2 separate regions of the Pan troglodytes genome follow, and region 1 is linked to region 2. A link is a contact called in public capture Hi-C data. All regions are on one chromosome and are shown on one strand. The core of a region is the stretch at or near the end of the contact, and the rest is flanking DNA. Distances in the headings are between cores, read along the strand shown.

Region 1 (6,250 bases), core at 188-2,687, 280 kb before region 2:
AAGGGCAGGGGTTCTCTGGGCAGGGGGGGCAGCCTCTGACCCACCATGACCTTGGGCAAGTCCCTGCCATACTTGGAGCCTGTCTCCTCATGGGTACAGTAAACTGGTGGGTCCATATGGCCTTTCCCACTGTCGGAGTTGGTGGGCCTCCTTCTACTGGCAGGGTGGGGAGTGGCCGGGCCTCAGGGGCCTGCTGGCCCCATGCCAGGCTGATAGATGTGTCTCTGCCATTGAATCAGTAGTAAGATGGACCAGGGGAGCCACCTGCATCCCCCCACCCAGGCTCAGAACGCAGCAAGGGGAGACTGGCTGAATGACAGTCGCAGGGGCTTAGGGTGAGCTGCTGGGCTGCCGTGGCCGTGAGTCACTGGGCCAGCTTCCAGGAAGGAGCTGAGCAACCTCTTCCGTTGGCACCAGTGCCCACCCCCAGCCCCTGCCTTCATCTGGCACAGCAGCTGTCCCCTTCCGTACACACGAGGCCCAGCCCCATCCCCACCCCTGTTCCCCCAGACCCCAGGGTCTCGCCCGGGCAGGGCTGGGTGCCAGGGCTGGAAATGGAACCGGGCACCAGCTCTAGAGAGTGAGAACCCCAGGCATTACAGGCCCTCATCCACAATGTTTCTGCTTGCCCGTTTCAGTATCCAACTAGCATTTGGCACCATTTCACAGATGAACAAACTGAGGCTACGGAGATAAAGCAACTTGCTTAAAGTCCCACAGCTAGAGCGGCGAGCTGCAGTGCAAACCCAGCCCTAACTCTCAACTCTCTTTCCTCTGTACCTGGCTGTGGATATGCCCCATTTACCTGCTGAGGGGGGCTAACACTGCCCTTGGTGCCTCACACAGGGCACAGTGCACAGAAGGTGTTTAATAAATGCCTGCAGCAGGATGGAGGGCTCTGTCCTGACAGGGTTCCCTCTGCTTCCCTCCTGGCAGAGTGCTCAGGATGGGGAAGATAAGGATGAGGGAGGAATGTGGGGGCTGCTGTGGTCTTTTGATCTGCTGAGAGCCTGGAGACCCATCAGGGCGAGGCCTGATTAGTACTGGACACCTTAGGATTCCCAGTGCCCTAGGGTGGCTCAACCCCAGAGACACGTGTGCCGTCCGCTGACCCTGGAGCTGGACCAGGCTCAAAAAGGGCACCAGCCCTTTCTAGGGGTGACAGAGAGCCAGGGCGTGATGGGTGGGCCGGGCCAGGCTGTGCAGGGCCTTGGCCATCCCTGAGGCTTCTCCTGTCGTGGCTGCATTGCCCCAATTTAGGCTCCTTCCTGCCACCACGGAGTACAGGCTTAGCAATTTGCCACCTGCTGCCCTGGCCACCCAGGACTCTCGCCATGGCCATGCCGTTGATCAGGTTACCCCACCAGCCCAGACCGCCCCTGCTGCTGCTACCAGCCAGCTCATGCCCTGATCTTCTCCAACGAGGGCTGCAGGTCCTGCAGGCTCCTCCCAGGAGGCCCTCCCCGAGCCCGGCCCGTGCCTACAGCCTGCGAGGCTGGAGGGCCCTTGCCCTGCCAGGGAGATCAGATCCTCTCAGCCACCTGCTGTTTTCATTAGAAACTAAAATTAGCTGGGCTTGTCCCAAGCTTTTCCAGGTTTGCTTGCTTTTTTAAAAAAATATACAAATTCCTAGAGGAAAATCTGCACCTCTGCGACTCCTCCCGGCTCTTACGCTGTGAGTCAAGAGGAGAGGGGACGGGAAATAGCTGGAGCATTTGGGAGGCCAAGCAGATCAGTGTCGTGGGTCCCAGCCCTGCGGGTGTCCAGGTGGGGGCTGGGACGCCAGTGCAGGCCTCTCTGCCCCCTCCCTTTGGCCTCCCTGCCTGCCTGGGCCACATTTAGAGCCTCCTCAGGAGCGGTCGTGCCTGCGATACCAGGGAGGAAGGAGGCCAAGTGGGTGGGAGGGGGAGCCGGAAGAAAACGGAGTGGCTGCTGAACAGAGCTGCCTTGGGGGATGCGGGCCAGTGGGGGCGAAAGTGACCACAGTCCCCATCCAGGACTGTGTTCTTAGGGGGATGGTACCTGGTTTCCCAAGATCCTAACCATACCCCCCACTCACTTTTACATCTTTGAATGTTTCTATAACCACAGTCTTGGTATCCTGCTGTGCTCCCCCTGATGGTGCCCTAGCCTTGGAGACCCTTGTCTTTTGGCATGGCAGGCAGTGCAGAAAGGACATGGACCAGGGACTCCTGGGTCCAAATGTCATCCTTGTGTTGCTTGAAGCAAGTTAGTGAACACCTCTGAGCCTCAGCATGTTCATCTGTAAAGTGGGGAGACTGGAATTCCTGCACGCAGGAGGCCTAAATGAATGAAATGTGTGTGCAGGAGATGCTCGTCCCTGCTGCAGCATTGTCCTAGCAGCACCTTCAAGATGCTCACTGTCATCGGTGCCGTCACCACCCCTCCCACAGCCTCTCCCAGTTCCTCTGGCCACCCCTCTGCTGCACCCCAGACCAGACCCATGCTGACTTCTGCTCATTTGTGTGTGTGTTTTTTTGCTTGGGTCTCTTGGCCCTCTTAGTCCTGGGTTCCCGGTCTTTTTTTCAGCTGATCATGCCTGAGAGGTGGGACACGCTCCCCCGGGGTACAGTGGATGACCTCAGCAGCCATCCCAATGGCAGGCTTTTGACAGAGTCTCCAGATGAAGTCTGCAGAGTTTGACGATGTGTTTCCTGGCGACTGTCAGTCAGACCCTGTGAGGCTGGGGAGTGTGAGAGATGGGTGGAGGGGATGGTGCTGCTAGGACATCAAGAGCTGGGACACTGGGGTGAGGGCAGGGACAGTGGTGTACAGGACAAGCTCAGGAGTGTCAAGGGGACTTGGAAACCATTTGTGGGCATCACAGAGTGGATGCATGGGACCTTCACTTATACTCTGCAATCAATAGTCATGTGCTTCAGTATGTCCTTAGTGCAACAGCACAGGGCTGGCTAGGCAGGTGTCTTCCCCTCTGTTTCGCAGATGAGGAAAATGAAGCTCAGAGAAGCATGTGTTTGAGCCCATGCAGCCTGCAGTGGAAGGTCAGGATTTGAAAACAGGTCACTCTGGCTCCTAAGCCAAAGATGACCCAGGGTACTGAGGCATGAAGTTTGGCAGTCAACAGACAGTGACCTGAGGGAGGAGGCCTGATTCTTCCCTTGATGGGTCTTTCTAGAGCCCCATGTCTTTTCTGAACTACAGTGAGGTGTCTGGGCTGTGTTCAGGAGTAAGGGGTGCTGGGGACAGATGTCTGGGTGGTTATGGGACTGCCTGGACAGTGTGGAAGCCTGTGGTCTCTGTAGCTGTTGGGGCCATGGAAGGGTTGCTGCCACTGGTCCAAAACCCCTGGAGGGGCAGGCTTTGGAGACACTCATGGTGGTTTGCAGGGCAGTGGGTGCTGCCTTCACCCCTCAGCCTTAGCATGGTCCTAGGTCTCTCAAGGCCCAGGCCAAGTCCTCTTGGCCTCAGGTGCATTTCCTCAGGCAGAGAGAGAGAACGGCCTCCCCTGGAACCCAGGCCTCCACCGCCAGTGCACACCACTCTGCACCTTTGGGCCCCTTTCCCTCTTTCCTGTCTCCTGGGACCCCTCGCTCCCATCTCCTATCCTTGGAAGCCTCAGTGCCCTCATTTTCTGACTCTTGGTTTCCCAATTCTCATTACTTCCAGTATCCTGGTACCCTAGCCCCCTACATTTCACTCCTGAGGGCTCTGTGTCCCCCACTTCCTGTTTGGGAGCCCCCAACCCCATTTCCCATCTCACTGTATGTATTCCCAGCGAGCTGGTGGCTGCCTCAGGGCCACAAAGTAGCCCCTTGGACCTGAGCCTGGATGGCCCCAGAGCTCTGCCAGGTGAGAACTTGCCTTCTCTCCCTGAGGCAGGTGTGTTGTTGGGGGGAGTGGGTATCAAATTTAAGGCTGGCCTGACCTCACCTTGTCCCCCGATTTGCCAGCAGAGAGCTCTTCCTTTGCTAGACGCATCCGACCTGTGTCCCCACAACCTTTCATGTCCTGTGGCCACTGACCCATTGAACTGTCCTCCCTGCTGGGCTGAGGGAACCTGGGGTTGGGGAAAGAGGAGGGACAGGTGAAACCCCAGCAGAACTGTCCAGAGCCAGTGCTGGCCTCCTGGAGTGAGGCTCCCGGTTTCTAGTGAGTTCATCGGCCTTGGGGGATACCTTCCAAAGGCCCAGTCCTAGGAGAGCCTGTGGCTGAACCCCTACTTCCACCCCCACCAGGGTGGGGCTCATCCCCCCAGCAGAGAATAACTGGCTTGGGGTACAGGGCTGCAGGGCTGCTGTCAGCGGCTGCGGGAACAGCTCTGGGAGACCTGGGATGGAGTCCTGGTTCTACCACCGCCATGCTGTATGGTCCTAAGTGCCCAGAACAGGGCCTGATGTGAGGAAGTGCTCGACATGTTTGCCTGGGGGCATCCCAGGCCCTCCCTGGCAGGAAGGTTCCCCAGGGGGTTGACTGAGAATCCCCAAGAACCCCCTCACTCTCATGCCTCGAAGCTTGGGTTGCCGGAACAGCTGGGCACCCGACTCAGGAGGGGTTATTCTGCTGTCTCCAGCCCTTAGGGAAGGGTCTCTAGGGCCCAATCCTGGGATTTCAGGGCTTGTATGTGAACAAATTGAGAAATAGGGTCTGAAGGGACCATTCACAGTCATCTCAGGGAAGGGCCCTGAGGCCCATCAGCATTCCTGCTGTTCTAATGGGCCTCTCCAAAGATACATGTGAGCTGTCCGAGGCTCCTCTCCCCTGGAGGACGCATCCCTTCCTCCTCCCACCTCCCTCCCGCTCTCTCCTCAGACCAGGTCCCCTCCTCTGCGGGGTCTGACTTGGCAGGGAACTTTCAGAACACAGTTTGGTTTCAGTTTGCCAGGACATGGGGGAGGGGGAGCTGGTGGGGTCACGGCAGGGAGCGAGCCGTCCCGAGTTTGGCTGAATCACAGAAGATGCAGTTCAGGACTCAGAGATAAAACCTGGCAACTCCTGTGGAAATCTGGAGAGCAACCCTGGGGTCGCAGCTCTGCCTGCAGCTGCGCCTGCTCCATGCAGTGGAGGGGTGACTGGAGGGCCCACGGCAGGCAGCTGTCACCCCACCCATGGCTCCCTGGCCAATCTGCGCCCCACTGGCTCAGCCCAAGCCCCTCTTCCCAGAGGCAGGAACAAGAGGAGGAGGCTTGGTGCAAATGCTCAGCTTTCCCAGTGTACCCACAGGGCCTGAGTTGGGCGAGTTTCAACAGGTTTGGGGAGCACTGTCTTGTCAGATGCTTGCTGTGTTGCTCAATTGCTAATCCAGGGCTGAGGGAAGAAAGTCAAACCATAGCAGACAGCTGGGTCATGACTGCTGCCTGAGCAACCCCCTCGGGCAGAGCCTGGTCCTGGGGCGCTGCAGTGCTGGGGGAGAAACACTCAGCCTGGCTCTCAGGGTCTGTTTCGGCCCAGCAGTGAGGGGCAGAGCAGCAGGTCGGGGGGGCAACAGACACACTTCCTGCCACCCACCTCTGTGCCTTTTAGTATCACCTGAGCCTCAGGGCAGTGGAGCAGAGCCTTCCTCCTACTGCAGGCCTTTGAAGATGGGCTACCATTGGACAACAGCTGAGAACCCTCTAAACAAGCCCACCTTTCATTCATCCATCAAAGACTGGCTGAGCACCTAGTACCTGGCAGGCACGTGCCAGGCACTGTGAGATATTCAGAGGTGTTTATGCCACAGCCACGGCCTCCAGATGTTTATAACCTTGTAGAAGCAGTAAAGAAACCACATGATTAGACTAGAGTTATATATAATATGAAACGGTTCTATAGGCAGGGGATGAAAGCTGTAAAATCTGGACATGGGAGAGCAGTTCCAGTCCTGCTTCTGATTTGCAGAATGACCTTGGGGAAGTCATTGCACGTCTGGGCCTCTGAAGTGGGGCTGAAAGTAATCTACACTCCTGTCCTCTGAAAGTGGTTGTGGTGAGGCATGGAGGGGAGGGTGTGTGGTTCAAATGGGTAATGGTTGTGAAAGATCTTTGCAAACCATTGATTCCTGGGGGAATGATTTTGCCCCCCCCAGGGGACATTTGGCAAAGTCTGCAGACATTTTGTGTTGTCGCTTGGGGGGATGTTACTGGCTATCTAGCCGGTAAAGGTCAGGGATGCTGCTAAATATCCCACAATGCACAGAAGAGACCCATACAGAAGACTCATCCAGTCCCAAATATCAGTGATATGGAGGTTGAGAAATCCTGGTGTAAACTGTAAAGTACTGTGGGGGTGT
Region 2 (6,001 bases), core at 1,115-3,614:
GATAGATGGAAGATTGGATGAATAAACTGGCACACAGAGCTGGCAATATATTCTTGCCAAGGCCCACTTTGTTTGTTTGTTCTGAGACAGTGTCTTGCTCTGTCACCTAGGCTGGAGTGCAGTGGTGCAAACACGGCTCACTGCAGCCTCTACGCCCTGGGTTCAAGCAATCCTCCTGCCTCAGCCTACCATGTAGCTGAGACCACAGACATTCACCACCATGCCTGGCTAATTTTTTTTTTTGTTTGTTTGTTTGTTTGTTTGTAGAGATAGGGTCTCACCATGTTGACCAGGCTGGACTCAAACTCCTGGACTCAAGTGATCCTCCCACCTCAGCATCCCAAAGAGCTGGGATTACAGGCATTAGCCATCGCACCTGGCCTGCCAAGGCCCACTTTATGCATGGGAGAAAGATAAATTTTTTACCTAGAGGGAAATCCTAGCACAAGGCATCCTTGAGTCAAAAGACCTATCATTTAAGTACTAACTCTTAATCAGGCGTAGGAAGGATCACATCTTAAATCTTTAGAGTTTCAAATCAAATGATCTAGCTGTGTTTAGCACACTGAAGGTGCTTACTACATAGTTGGAAGTGAATGGATGAATGAATGAATGCCTTGAACAAATGAACAAACCTACTTCCCATCCAATTTGTGAATTAGGAAAGTGACATCCTTTTTAGAAATGAGGAGAGTGACACCTAAAGTCACCCGGCAGATCAGGGTCAGGCTGTGTGGTATGGAATCCAGGCCAACTGGAAGTCCAGCATTCTTTTCCCCATACCAGGCAGTTTCCCGGTTCCTGATCTCAGCAGGGACATGTCATGTAAACCAGACGAGTCATTTCCAGGCCTTGTATTTTGTATTCTCCTACCTAGGACAAGAAGGTCACTGAAGTGACCACATGTCTATTTGATGTTTGTTTGAGACTGGGGTGTGTGTGTGTGTGTGTGTGTGTGTGTGTCTTTGAATGAGGGACAAAAAGAGAGAGAGAAAAAAAGAGACAGAGAGAGAGAGAATGCATACGTTCTCACGAATGGAAAGGCAAATACATCTTGTCAGCAGCTTCCACCTTCCCGTGGTGCAGCTGTAACATGTCAGGTGTATTGGGGCACCCGAGATAAGCTGGTTTTGACATGCTGCAGATGCCTTCCTACCTCCCAGGGAGGCTGTGACCACCCCATGTGACAGAGACAATGACATTCAACATCTGGGTAGCAGCTTATGTGAGGTCATGACTCAGTGCCCAGCACATGGCAAGTACCCAGTGAGTGGTGGCTGCTTTCATTACTTAATAGCAATCTCCCTGGCCCAGACCTTCTTACCAGGCTCATACTTTCCAGCACACTGAACTGGGATCAGGAGGTCTAATTCTACTCCCAGCTCTGACATCCACTTTCTGTGGGACCCTGGATGTCTAACCTCCCCGGGCCTCCATCTCCTCATCTGTAGAACGGAGAAAATCATACCCTCCTCACAGGGCTGCTGGGAAGACAACCAGAGAGACAGGCTATGGGGGCACTTTGCATGCTATAGACAAGGGGCAGCAAACTACCAGGGACAAATCCAGCATGCCACTTTGTAAATAAAGTTTTGTTGGAATGCATCCACCCTCATCCACATACGTATTGTCTGTGGCTGCTTTCACACAATGGTAACAGAGCCAAATAGTTGCAACAGAGACTAAAGGTCTGCAGAGTCTAAAATATTTACTATCTAGCCCTTTAAGGAAAAATTTAGCTGCTCCTGCTATTGAGCAATTATTCCCAGGTGTTAGCAGCCTTCCTCCTTCCTCTTCCCTGGGAGATGCTCACTCTCAGTCCCTCCCCAAAGGCTGCTGCAAGGCCTGGGTATCTCCTCTTTGACAAGGTTTCCTGGTGACTCTGATGAAGAAAGGCCCTTGGTCCAGACTGCAAAACACACCAGGGTAGTGGAATCAGACAGACTTGAGATCAAATCCCTGTTGTATCACTTCCCACCTGTGTGACTGCAGACAAGTTGCTTAACCTCTCTGAGCCTCAATGTACTTATCTACAAAATGTGGACAACAATGCCTATCCCTTAGAGCTCCTGGGAAGATTAAATGAGACAATGTCTATAAAGGGCTCAGTCAGGCCTGACACAGGATGGGTGCCTGGTAATTGACAGGTTTTTCTTCCTGCATCCCTAAACTAATTTAGTCCCTGGGTATGCTGCATCTTCTCAGTTCTCCCAGAACCCTCCTAGCTTCTCCCTTTCTGCCCCACTGTGGCCTCTTAGGGGGACTCTGCCCCCCATCTTTGTTGGAGGTCCTTCTTCCCCAGCAGGGAGAGGTACATTTGCTGAGAGGCAGCGCTGGGGAGCTGGTCTGATAGAGCCTGGAGTCCTCGGCCCATTTCTGACACTGAAACACCAGCTCCGTGTTTACACAAGGACTCTCATAATATTTGCTTTCTGTGGCCATTATTTGTCCAGGGGCTGACGTCAGATGAAGACAAGCAACTCCCCACTAGCGCTTTCAAAGCACAAGGTCAGCACCTCCCTGTCCCCGCTCCACTGTCCCATCCCCTGGCTCCTTGTCTGAGTTTTCTAAACTAACCACACTCCAGGCTTTGGGTGACTTAGCAAATGTGTTGGCGTGGGACCAGCAGAAAGGCAGATTCTGGTCCCAGCCTGTCGTTAACTAGCTGGGCGACCTTGGGAGGGTCTGGGTCCTCTCCCTTGGCCTCAGTTGCCTCCTCTGTGCCCTGGGAGGGTCACTTCCAGCGCCACAATTCCATGACTGTGGAACTTCAAGAACCCCCCCAGGCTGGGAGATTCCAGCACCCACTGTCACTCTCCTTCCCCACCCCTCCACCCTTCTCAAGCTGCCTAAGAGTGGGAGGAAAGTGAACAGAAATTGTGAAAACAAAGCCACACTTCGACTTAACTACAACCCTGCCGACGGCACAATCTTTCATCAAGATAGAAAATAAGAAGTGAAAAAAGCTACAAGGCTTCAACTGGGCATTTTAACATGGAGGTATGTCCTCCAGCACAGCAAATACCCTGCACCCTGACCAGGGTGGGGAGCCTGTGAATGGACATAAGTCCAGCCTCTTCCACCCATCTGCCACTCATATGAGAAGGTTGCCGGGTGCTGTGGCTCATGCCTGTAATCCTAGCAATTTAGGAGGCCAAGGCGGCCAGATCGCCTGAGAGAGGTCAGGAGTTCGAGACCAGCCTGGCCAACATGGTGAAACCCCATCTCTACTAAAAACACAAAAATTAGCCAGGTGTGGTGGTGCGTGCCTGTAGTCCCAGCTACTGGGAAGGCTGAGGCAGGAGAATCACTTGAACCTAGGAGGCAGAGGTTGCAGTGAGCCGAGATTGCACCACTGCACTCCAGCCTGGGCAACAGAGTGAGACTCCATCTCAAAAAAAAAAAAAAGAGGTAAAGAGGTCAAGTTGCAGGTAAAGCCACCTATGTCACAGGGCCAGCTCTGCTTCCCAGGGAGGGGGAAGAATCATGCGTATAAGTCCAAGGGGAGAAAAAAAAATGGCAAAACCAATCCAGGGAGTTACTGACCCCACTGAAATGTGGATCCATACCAAAGACATACAGGTCCACACCTCCAAAGGACTAAATATAGGACACTCATCTGAAACCTCAGCCCGAGGGACTTTAGTAGGTCACATCAAACCCTTTCCTGACTTGGCATGGGCCAGTGCGGGACAGTCCAGTAGTTTAAGCAAGTCTATGGAGCCAAACAGACCTGGGTCTGAATTCCGGTAAGGCCACCCAGTGGCCTGGGTGACCCAGGGGGAGCTATGGCGCCTCTCTGAGCCTGGGTTTTCCCAGCTATGAAATGGAGATGATAATAATTCATACCTCTTGGGGCTGTTGTGAGAACGTAAGGAACAGTTCAGTGCCTATCCCAGTTTGAAGGTCATACGGGGCCCTAGCCAAATGGTCTTCTCCTTGGGTTACTGGATGATTCTTCAAGGGTGATAACCATCAAGACCTACTCTGGTGGATCAGGCATGGTGGCTCATGCCTGTAATCCCAGCACTTTGGGAAGCGGAGGCGGGCAGATCATTTGGGGTCAGGAGTTTGAGACCAGCCTGTTCAACATGGCGAAACCCTGTCTCTACTAACGATATAAAAATTAGCCAGGTGAGATAGCTCATGCCTGTAATTCCAGCACTTTTTGAGGCCTAGGCAGGTGGATCATTTGAGTTTAGGAGTTTGAGACCAGCCTGGCCAACATGGTGAAACCCCATCTCTACTAAAAATACAAAAATTAGCTGGGTGTGGTGGTGTGCACCTGTAATCCCAGATACTCGGCAAGGCTGAGGCAGGAGAATTCCTTGAACCCAGGAGGCAGAGGTTGCAGTGAGCTAAGATTGCACCATTGCACACTCCAGCCTGGGCAACAGAGCAAGACTCCATCAAAAAATAAATAAATAAATAAAACCCACTCTGGCATGGAGAACATCTGAGTTCTTTGAAGCACTCACATGTACATTCTCATTTGTAGCACTTCTCACAACAGTGCCATAAGGTGGGTCACTCTCCACAGTCTATAGATACAAAAACTGAGGATCGAACAGACAAAACCATTTGTCCAGAGCTCACCACAAGCCCTCGCCCTGAAGCCCAGGACTTTGACTCCTAGTCATTGCTCTGGCACCTCCTTCCACAGGCTCAGATCCTACTGGCCCCATGTGGCCTCGGTGGGTCCAGCTGTGTCCAGAGGCCTCCCAGACACTGGCTCCAGGCCTCTCAATTTCTCTCCAGCCTCAAAAGGAGGTTCAGACAGCGGAGGTGAGCTCAGCCAGAAGTGTGAGGAGACAGCGCCCTCCAGTGGCCTCTGCGCAGCAGCGAGGGAAGCCGAAGGAGGGGGTGGGGCACTTCGATGTCACAAGGGCTGCAGCCCCGAGGAGAGGGACAGAGATCAGGGGCACATTCGACTCCTGTCCTCACCGGTCCAGCCCCTTGACACCTCCAATACTCCTTCTGTCCCAGGACTCTTAGAATCACACCATTCCAATCTGGAAAGAAACTGAAACGCCATCTAAATGAATATTCTCTTTGCACAAAGATGATTGAATCCAGGGTGGAGACAGATCATCCAAGGTCATGTGAGGAGTCAGGGTGGAATGGATTCAGAGCTCAGGTCCCCTACCTGCCCCTTCAGCCCCAGCAGGAAGTTCATGGAGGTTGGATTCACCAGCCCCGCACCTCCCCGCTCCCCATTTTTCTCCTCTGCCTTCAGGGCTGCCAGGCACACCAGGTAGAGTGGGAGGGGCTGAGGCAGAAGAATGATGGTGATGGGCTCTCCAACTCTTGATGGCTGTGTGACCTTGTGCAGGTTACTTAACCTCTCTGTGCCCCAGTTCCCCCCTCTGTGAAATGAAATTGAATCCTCAATGCCATAGGATTACTGTAAGGACTAAATAATGCATAAAGTAAAAAAGGCCTGGTAGGTGGTAAGCAGCCCCCAAACATGGCAGCCCCTGCTTCTGCTTTTATTACTATTCGTTTGGTACCTCTAATCCATTGGTTCACTTCTGAGGGGCCACAAGCTCTCCCACGCACCTTTCTCTCCTCCCCTTCTCTCACTTCATTTCTTCTCACCAAACCCCAAAGCGGCAAATTAATCCCCAGTACCTGTATCTCTTGTCTGTCACATTCAAGGCTCTGCAAGACGGTGTGGCCTGGCCAGGGACTGGGGAGTCGGTGCCACGCACACAGCCCCTCTGTGGGTCAGCCTGCCACTCTGGCCCAGGGTAAGCTTAGCTAAGGCTGAGTCTCAGAGAAGGGCTGAAACCCCAAAGGGTTTTTCTGGTGCCAAGAGCAGACCGGGTTGAAGGGCGCGGTCAGTACCTTCCTGAGATGATTCTAAGCGCCCAGCTCTAACAGCTGAACATCACCAGGCTCGAGTTTCAGGATGGGAACCTTGAAAAGCCCTCTGTGATTTTCCTTTTCACATCAGGCTTGGGGCCAGGCAGACGTGGGTTCAAATCCTTGCTCTGCCACT

The links. Capture Hi-C pulls out chosen DNA fragments and counts their contacts.
Region 1: a capture Hi-C map of stem cell-derived neural stem cells shows a contact between it and region 2, with 12 times the contacts expected there. The contact joins two enhancer-like sites. A contact is called at or near these places in 4 of 7 Hi-C or Micro-C datasets (blood, induced pluripotent stem cells and stem cell-derived neural progenitor cells), 1 of 1 datasets of contacts at active chromatin or transcription factors (stem cell-derived excitatory neurons) and 1 of 1 other capture datasets (stem cell-derived neural stem cells).

Annotation. Positions count from the first base shown.
Region 1 is chr1:208,880,963-208,887,212 of NHGRI_mPanTro3-v2.0_pri, reverse strand. The region is part of intron 1 of WNT4 (Wnt family member 4); the gene reads right to left. Among named protein-coding and RNA genes, the nearest start is that of WNT4, 7.6 kb to the right of the region's middle. Within about 2 kb of position 1,437, at least 2 of the 24 cell types and tissues checked have an H3K27ac peak or open chromatin away from gene starts, as enhancers often do. A contact at or near this core is called in stem cell-derived neural stem cells, where this site is marked.
Region 2 is chr1:208,602,299-208,608,299 of NHGRI_mPanTro3-v2.0_pri, reverse strand. No RefSeq gene overlaps it. Among named protein-coding and RNA genes, the nearest start is that of ZBTB40, 37 kb to the right of the region's middle. Within about 2 kb of position 2,364, at least 1 of the 24 cell types and tissues checked has an H3K27ac peak or open chromatin away from gene starts, as enhancers often do. A contact at or near this core is called in stem cell-derived neural stem cells, where this site is marked.